Regions from separate parts of the Pan troglodytes genome. Here region 1 is linked to region 2. A link is a contact called in public HiChIP or PLAC-seq data. All regions are on one chromosome and are shown on one strand. Each heading gives the region's core, a stretch centred on a gene start, on an enhancer-like site or on the middle of the called end of the contact. The rest is flanking DNA. Distances are from core to core; before and after follow the strand shown. Region 1 holds the start of RANBP9 (RAN binding protein 9). Region 2 holds the start of NOL7 (nucleolar protein 7).

What was found. HiChIP or PLAC-seq counts read pairs in DNA pulled down with a chosen protein or histone mark.
Region 1: a contact with region 2 is called in an H3K4me3 HiChIP or PLAC-seq map of stem cell-derived excitatory neurons, with 2.0 times the contacts expected there. The contact joins the promoter of RANBP9 here to the promoter of NOL7 in region 2. A contact is called at or near these places in 1 of 7 Hi-C or Micro-C datasets (stem cell-derived neural progenitor cells) and 1 of 1 datasets of contacts at active chromatin or transcription factors (stem cell-derived excitatory neurons).

The regions. Positions count from the first base shown.
Region 1 is chr5:19,661,136-19,664,826 of NHGRI_mPanTro3-v2.0_pri, forward strand. It overlaps RANBP9 (RAN binding protein 9), which reads right to left and starts at 1,936. Exons shown (of 14, transcript XM_518246.7): 1 at 1,045-1,936. The coding sequence starts at 1,606.
Region 2 is chr5:19,564,678-19,568,370 of NHGRI_mPanTro3-v2.0_pri, forward strand. NOL7 (nucleolar protein 7) reads left to right here and starts at 2,311. Exons shown (of 9, transcript XM_054685605.2): 1 at 2,311-2,617; 2 at 2,705-2,765; 3 at 3,456-3,514. The coding sequence starts at 2,352. SIRT5 (sirtuin 5) reads left to right here. Exons shown (of 10, transcript XM_009450542.5): 10 at 1-1,554.

The DNA.
Region 1 (3,691 bases), core at 686-3,185, 96 kb after region 2:
CCAATCAAAGTGAGGCTGCCGTGAATGTAAAAGCTTCTGCTTTAGGTTTGGGGCCTAAAACCCTGGATTTGTTTCCAGACAGACTGATACGTTAGGTTGATTTTTTTTTTCTTCCACACAAGTAAACTTGATACATGCTATTAAATTGGGCTACATTTCAATAGTTCCCACAGCAATTCATAATTTTATATACAACTGATTTGCTTCCAGCTTTGTTTTAACCTAGGAGAGGTAGGTGAGGGAGGAAAGGGGCAAGCACAAGCCTAAGGTTGTTGTTTTTAACTGCAAATGTAAAACATAAGCCAATTTTCTTCAAAATGCTAAGCTGCATTTTGTTCCATCTTCGTTTTCAACAAGACTTCATGTAATATCAACACCTAAGGACCTGTATAGGGCACTTCCAATCGGGAGGGGTAGGTTTCTGCTCTCCTAAGAAAAAGGGTGTTCCTGGGGTTGCCTTTCTCTTACCCTCCCGGTTGCTTTTACTAAAATATATTGATGGCAAACTTGGGCCCCTTGTCCTTTTGTCCCCCTAGACAATCTCTGGCCTAATTTTGATTACTCCTCCCCCTGTGTATCCCTGCTCTCTCTTAATTAGATATCATACCTCAGAATCGTGCCTCTCTTCCCCCCTTGTAAGAGGAGAACGGCTGACCCACCACCTGGAGAACAATGTAACCCAACTCCGAGTCCATGGATTCCTCTACCCAAGCCCCAAGATTTATCTCCCAGGGAAATCAGAAAGCCAGTTCTGTCCTGTCATCCCGGATTCCCTCAAGGTGTCCTGCTCCCGGTCTAGGATTACCAGCTCCTTTCTACCCTGGGGCATTCTACTCACCTTCCTTTTCCAAGAATCTCGCCCCTCACCCTCGGACCCTTCACCGCGACCCCCGCGCCCACCCGGAGCAGCACAACAGGCGGCGAGTGGCCTCCGAGGGCAGAGCCCGCGAGGGCGGGGGTCGGGGGCGGGTCGAGAGCGGCGCAGCGGCGGCCGGCCACGTCGGGTCAGTGCCCCACTCCCACCGCAGGACACACGCCCAGTACCTTTGTAGTGCACCCGCAGGTTGTTCTGAGAGAGGCCGATGTAGCTGAACTTGTCCTTCGGGCTCCAGGACCGAGGCAGCGGCGTCTCTTGTTCGTCCACGGCCGGGTAGAGGCGCTTCAGCCGCCGCTGCAACTCCTTCTCCTGCTCGTTCAGGGCCGAGTCCCCGTGAGGGAAGGGGGCCGCGGCGCTGCTGCCCGCCACCAGAGCTGGGGTCGGGGCTCCTCCGGCCGGGCCGGGGCCCGCTGCAAGGCCCGGGGGAGCGGGCGGCCCGCTGGCGGGGGCGGCCGCTGAGGCAGGGGGAGGCGGGGGCGGCGGCGGGGGCGGCGGGGCCGCGGTGGCCGGGGGCGGCGGCGGCGGAGGATGGAGGAGCAGGGCGGCCGCCGCGGCCCCTAAGCCTTCGCCGCCCGCACCGCCGCCGGGCGAGCCGGCCGGAGAGGAGCCGGCGCTGACGGCCGGGGGCGCCGGCAGGACGACTCCGGAGACTGGGGCCAAGGCCGCCGGCGGTGGCGGCGACAGCTGCTGCTGCTGTTGCTGCTGCGGCGGCGGCGGCTGCCCGGACATCCCGGCCGCGACTCAGCCTGCGGCCACCTCCACCTCTTCTCTCCTTCCTCCTCTGCTTCCCGGGGGCGCTGTCGCTGCGGCCGCCGGCACCAGGCGCCCAGTCCGCCCGCCCCGGAAGCAGGCGGCGGGCCGCGCGCCCAGGGAGACCGCGGCGGTTGAGGAGCTCGGAGACGCGGGAGTGGGCGGCGGGCCCGGGAGGCCGGGAGAGAACGTTGGCCGGAGCGCGGGCGCGCGGCCCGGGTACGAGGCGCCGAGGGCGGGGGCGACGCGGGAGCGCGGGAGGGGAAGGCGCGCTGGCGGCCGCCGCGGCCGCTGCTCTCGCGGCTGTTTCCCGGCGGGCGGGCCGGGCCGGCGCGAGACGCTGCGCGCGGGCGGCGCTAGGCGAGGGGGCGGGACGGAGGCGCGAGAGAGGCGCGAGCGGGGCGAGCGGCGCGAGCGGGGCGGGCCGCGGGGCTCCCGGCTGTGCGCCGCGAGGCGTCCTCCCGGGCCCGCCAGTCGCTCGTGGGCAGGATCGCTGGGCTCCCGGCGCCACAGGTCCCTTCGGAGGTGTCCGCCTCCTCTCCCTTGGCGGCCGCCGTCGCCCCCCTCGCCGGCGAATCCCCTCCCACTTGACTTCTTTTTGTTGTCGTCGCCCCACCTCCCCACCGCAGGGCTCCTCCGAGCCGAGGCGCCGCTTCTCGTCCAGGCGAGAGTAATCGAGCCCCGCTGGGGCCGCCGCGAGCCCAGGCCCCGGGGCGCTCTAGGACCCGTCGGCCCGGGGCGTGCGGAGCGGCTCAGGCTCCCCGCGCAGTGCTGCTAGCTCTCGCCTCAGTCCCGTTCCCGTTTGCCGCCTCCCTCCTAAGAGGAACGCATTGCCTTTGGTACTTCACAGTGTTTAATTCCGTAGCATTGACCATATGGGCAGTAGAAACCACTTCTGAAGGCAGTCTCCCACTTACAATAGTGACTATTTCATTAATTAATTTTACGAGGACTCACAGTGAACTTAACAGTGGTAGAAGGTGTCATTAATAAAGACCGGCATATCTTCAAAAAGCAGGAGCAGGCACTGTATGAATACAAGATTATAGTGTGTGTTTAGGAAGGGCTTCTAGAGACGTCAGAACATTTTATAGACTCGTTAATTTTCATAACAGGGTTCTTAGGTAACAGAAAATTATGCCCATTTTTAAAACAAGGAAATATTTACTGAGATCAGCAGAGTCAAAAATAGGACTTCCTACTTTGCAATTCCCAATAGAATGCTTCGTCGACTAATTTGGCACAACTTGCCAAGTGTTGCTCTCTGACCCATCATAACATTACTACTTTGTTTTCACCACTTCCCTTTGTTTAGCTTATCCCTCCCTAGCTGGCAAAATCGGGCTTTGCATGTGTAGATTATATGATGTAAATTCTGATATTTTGTTTGCTTCCAAAGATATGATGGTAATCATTTGGTCAAATAAATGTTTTGCCGAAGAGAAAATTATTTCGTTTTGAAGAAGGTAGGCCAAAGGTGATTTAATTTAAGGCCAAGATTATCTGGCCAGAACAAATAACAGAGTCATTCGGCCTAATTTCTCCCTCAGTTACCCAGACAACTAGATGTTCTGTTGTACTTTATTATTATTATTATTATTGTTTTGTCGCCCAGGCTGGAGTGCAGTTGTGTGGTCTCAGCTCACTACAACCTCCGCCTCCCGGGTTCAAGCGATTCTCCTGCCTCAGCCTCCCAAGTAGCTGGGACTACAGGCATGTGCTCACACCCAGCTAATTTTTGTACTTGTAGTGGAGACGGGGTTTCACCATGTTGGCCAGGCTGGTCTCGAACTCCCGACCTCAAGTGATCTACCCGCCTCAGCCTCCCAGAGTGCTGGGATTACAGGCGTGAGCCACCATGCCTGGCCTCTGTTGTACTTTGATAGAAATATCCATTAATTTTAACCTGTTGTTTGATGACTTTTTTTAAACCACTGCACTTTAAATCACATGATGTCACTGTATTTACAGTGTTCTAACACTTTCATTTATATTACAGTAACAATGAGTTCAATGTAAGCCAAGCTCTATTTAAATGTACGATAGCCATGTTAGAATAAATGG
Region 2 (3,693 bases), core at 1,061-3,560:
GGATGGCACCAGGTTCAAGAGGCCAAAGAAGAGACCTGGAGCTAGTGAAGGAAACATAGGGTTTATTTGGGGAACCTTACAGGGTGGTCCAGTGGCCGCGGGCTGGACAGAACTGCAACCACTTGCAGTTTACACAGCACTTTCACTCAGCACCCTCCCCTCAGCAGCCTCCACGTGGCAACCCTCATTTCTTAAGTTATTGCTGTCAGATGCATCTGCCATACAGGGTCATTCTCAGGGGATGCTTAAGTTATTTCTGTCAGGTACATCTTCCATACACTTTACTACCTTGGAGTAAAGTAGTAAGAATACAGCTTTTTCCTTAACCTTTACCAGCTAACTCAGTGCTTAGGGGCCTTGGAATACCTGCTGTCCAGCAGGTGTCACAGGCCTGACCGGGAGGCATGGCCATTATCAACAGTGTATGAAGGTCACATATGGCTCCCTGAAGTGATTACATACTTGGACCACATCACCTCAGCCCCTTGCAAAATTGCATTTAATGTTACACCCTTGGCTTTTGTAGAAACAGGCAACAAGACACTATCATATAAAACTTTGTACTGCATTGCAAGGCATAACCTTTAATAAATCCCAGTGGTCCTTTGTGTAGGGAACGGGGATGCTCATAGCCTATGGGGCGGCTGGAGAACCAGTCAGGGACCCTGAGGGCTTGATTTACACTTTACATGGGTGGGCCAAGGAGTTTACACTGAGGGCACTGGTAATACCTGTAATAGTCTTATAGTACTTATAAAGCAGTTTTGCACATAAAATACCATCATGCACTTATAAGTTTGTTCCTGGGCTGCTCCAAGTTAACTTTATTCATTTTCCTAGTGTTAGCACAGTGTCTCAGGGAGTCTGATTATATTTTTGATTTGTAATTTCTATCTGACTAAGGCCTAGAGATTTCAAAACTGTTCTTTGCAATTCCTCTCATACTGAACCTCTGGTTCAGCAGCTTTTGTTGTTGTTGTTGTTGTTTTCAAGTTTTATCATTTTTGTTCCTATTTGGTTTTGTCGTTTTTAAATTGGGAATTGCTTCTAAAACAGAAGACATGAAAAGAGAATTAAAAATACAATATATGTGTAAGATAGAATTATTCAGCTTAGCATTTATTAAACATCTACCAGATGATAGACATTAGAAATAAAAAGACTAGCAAGACCTGGCCCTTCCCCTCAGGGGTTCACAGAATGGCTGGAGCAACTGTCATATAAGCTGTTATGAAGTGCAGAAACTACACAGACATTTGTGCGGGTTCAGACCAGCGCAATTAGAGATGGGCAGAGTGGGATGGGGTAGGGGTAAGGTGCTTGAAATTTGCCTGGGTGGGAATTTTTGAAGTATAAAAAGGACTTCTACCTGGGGGGCTGCGGCAGTAGAGGGAAGAGCACGGTCGGTACAAATGCATGGCAGGTGTGAAACAGTTTGATTTGTTCAAAGAATGATGAATCATTTAGTGTTGTATAATGGATGGGAGGAGAGAAACACAGCGATCACAAAGGGCCATGTTTGCCAAGAAATAAAATATACTTGGAAAAAAAGTACGTATGTGTATATACCACAAAACTCGGGTGCATTCTCTAGGGACCGGCGAAGCCATTCTTTCAGGAGATATGCTCAGCATTTGCCACGGGCCAGCTGCTGTTCCAGGTCGTGGGTTAGGGCCCGGCACCAGGAAGGGCGCCCCTCCCACAGGGCCGACATCCTAACCGGCGTCGCTGCGGCCGCGGAGCTGGGAAGGCCGAGGGCGCCGGGCACGTCTGTGCAGATTTCTTTAGAGTCCAGGTCTGTCGCCCGCGTCTTCGTCGGTGGCAGCAGGGCTGACTGGCCACGGCGGCCATCTGCTAGAGCGCATTTCTTCCCATGAAACGCCACCTCCTCCGAAGTGCGGAGCGAACGCAGCCAAATCTACACAAAGACTGACAAGCTGGATCCACTCGACGGAACCCAGGGCCAAAAAACGGCGGCGAGCAGCGCCTCGGGCCCGCGATTACCGGTTTTCTGAGCACCGGACAGCGTGAGCCGTGCCAGCCCTGTCTCGCCATCCCAGCCGAGGAGGGCAGCGCGATGGCTCTTCCCTGTCTTGAAATCAACCCCATTGCCAGCCGCTTTCGCCAGCAGAGCATTTTCCGTGGGGTCCATCCGGCTCCACGGCGGCCTGCGCTGGCCACGTGGAAAGAAACACGCCCACTGCCTACAGGCCACGCCCTTCCTCGCTTCGCGCATGCGCCCCACCCGTCCTGAGGACCTCCGAACCTGCAGGGGGCGATGAAAGTAGGCTTGCGCTCCGCTTGTAGCTGCTTCCGGGTCAGAGGTCAGACGGTCTAGCGCTGCGTGGGCCATGGTGCAGCTCCGACCGCGCGCGTCTCGCGCCCCGGCGTCGGCAGAGGCGATGGTGGACGAGGGCCAGCTGGCCTCGGAGGAGGAGGAGGCGGAGCACGGGCTGTTGCTCGGGCAGCCCAGCAGCGGCGCGGCCGCCGAGCCCCTGGAGGAAGACGAGGAAGGGGACGATGAGTTTGACGATGAGGCCCCGGAGGAGCTGACTTTCGCCAGCGCCCAGGCGGAAGCGAGAGAAGAGGAGCGGCGAGTGCGGGAGACCGTGCGCAGGTTCGGAGCCCGCTGCCCGGCGGGGAGAACCGCCCTTTCTCGTCCCGCTTGTCCTTCCCTTTGCTGACTTATCACCCTTCTTCCCAGGGATAAAACGCTCCTGAAGGAGAAGAGGAAGCGACGCGAGGAGCTGTTCATCGAACAGAAGGTTAGAGGATAGGGAGGAGGTGTCTTATTAAAACAACTCGGCTCAGGGAGAATTGCTATGGTGGATGTAATTTGGGTTGGCAGGATATTGGGGTGGGGAAACAGTCACCAAGATTGCCTCTGACAGTGGTGGAAAGATGCTCGGGCCGGGCGCGGCAGTACTTTAGGGGGACGAGGTGGGCGGAGCCCGGGATGTCGAGGCTGCCTGGAGCCGAGATCACACCACTGCGCTCCAGCCTGGGCGACAGAGCGAGACCCTGTCTCAAAAAAAAAAAGTTCGTCTCCTTTAGTGTCCACCAACTGAAAATAAGAGGTTGCTGTGAGAATTAAATGAGGTGATTTGTAAACTGTAAGGGCTGTGCAGACTTAGTGTATGGTTGCATTGCTGTCTGATACTCGACACAGAGAACTGGCTCCAGGCAGACATTACTTAACTGCTTTCAATTTATAACAGTGACCTGAGGGTTAGAATACCGTGGGCACCCTTTCTAGTTTTCATCAAGTCTTTCAGAGAATGTGGAGTTTTGTGGACCCGGTCTTCCCATAGCTTAGAGGTATGGGGGCAGTTTCCAGCCTAATTCATTTCTTTGCCTAGATGTAGGGCATTCTTAAAAGTGGTAACTTCAGAAGCAACTCCGGACATACTATGTACATGACTTTCTATTAATTTTAAACGTTTTCATTCCAAAAGAAAAGAAAACTCCTTCCAGACACTATTTTGGAGAAGTTAACCACAGCTTCACAGACTAAGTAAGTAATGGATCTTTTTATATTACTTGCTTATATACACCCATCTTTGAATTATATACTGGTACATTTATTTGAATCCATATAACTGAAGGAATTGTAGAACCCAAATTTAAAAGCTACCTTGGTATATGAATTCGGTGGGAAAGACGGAGGTAACGTTCTACTTCTTATTTTACCAT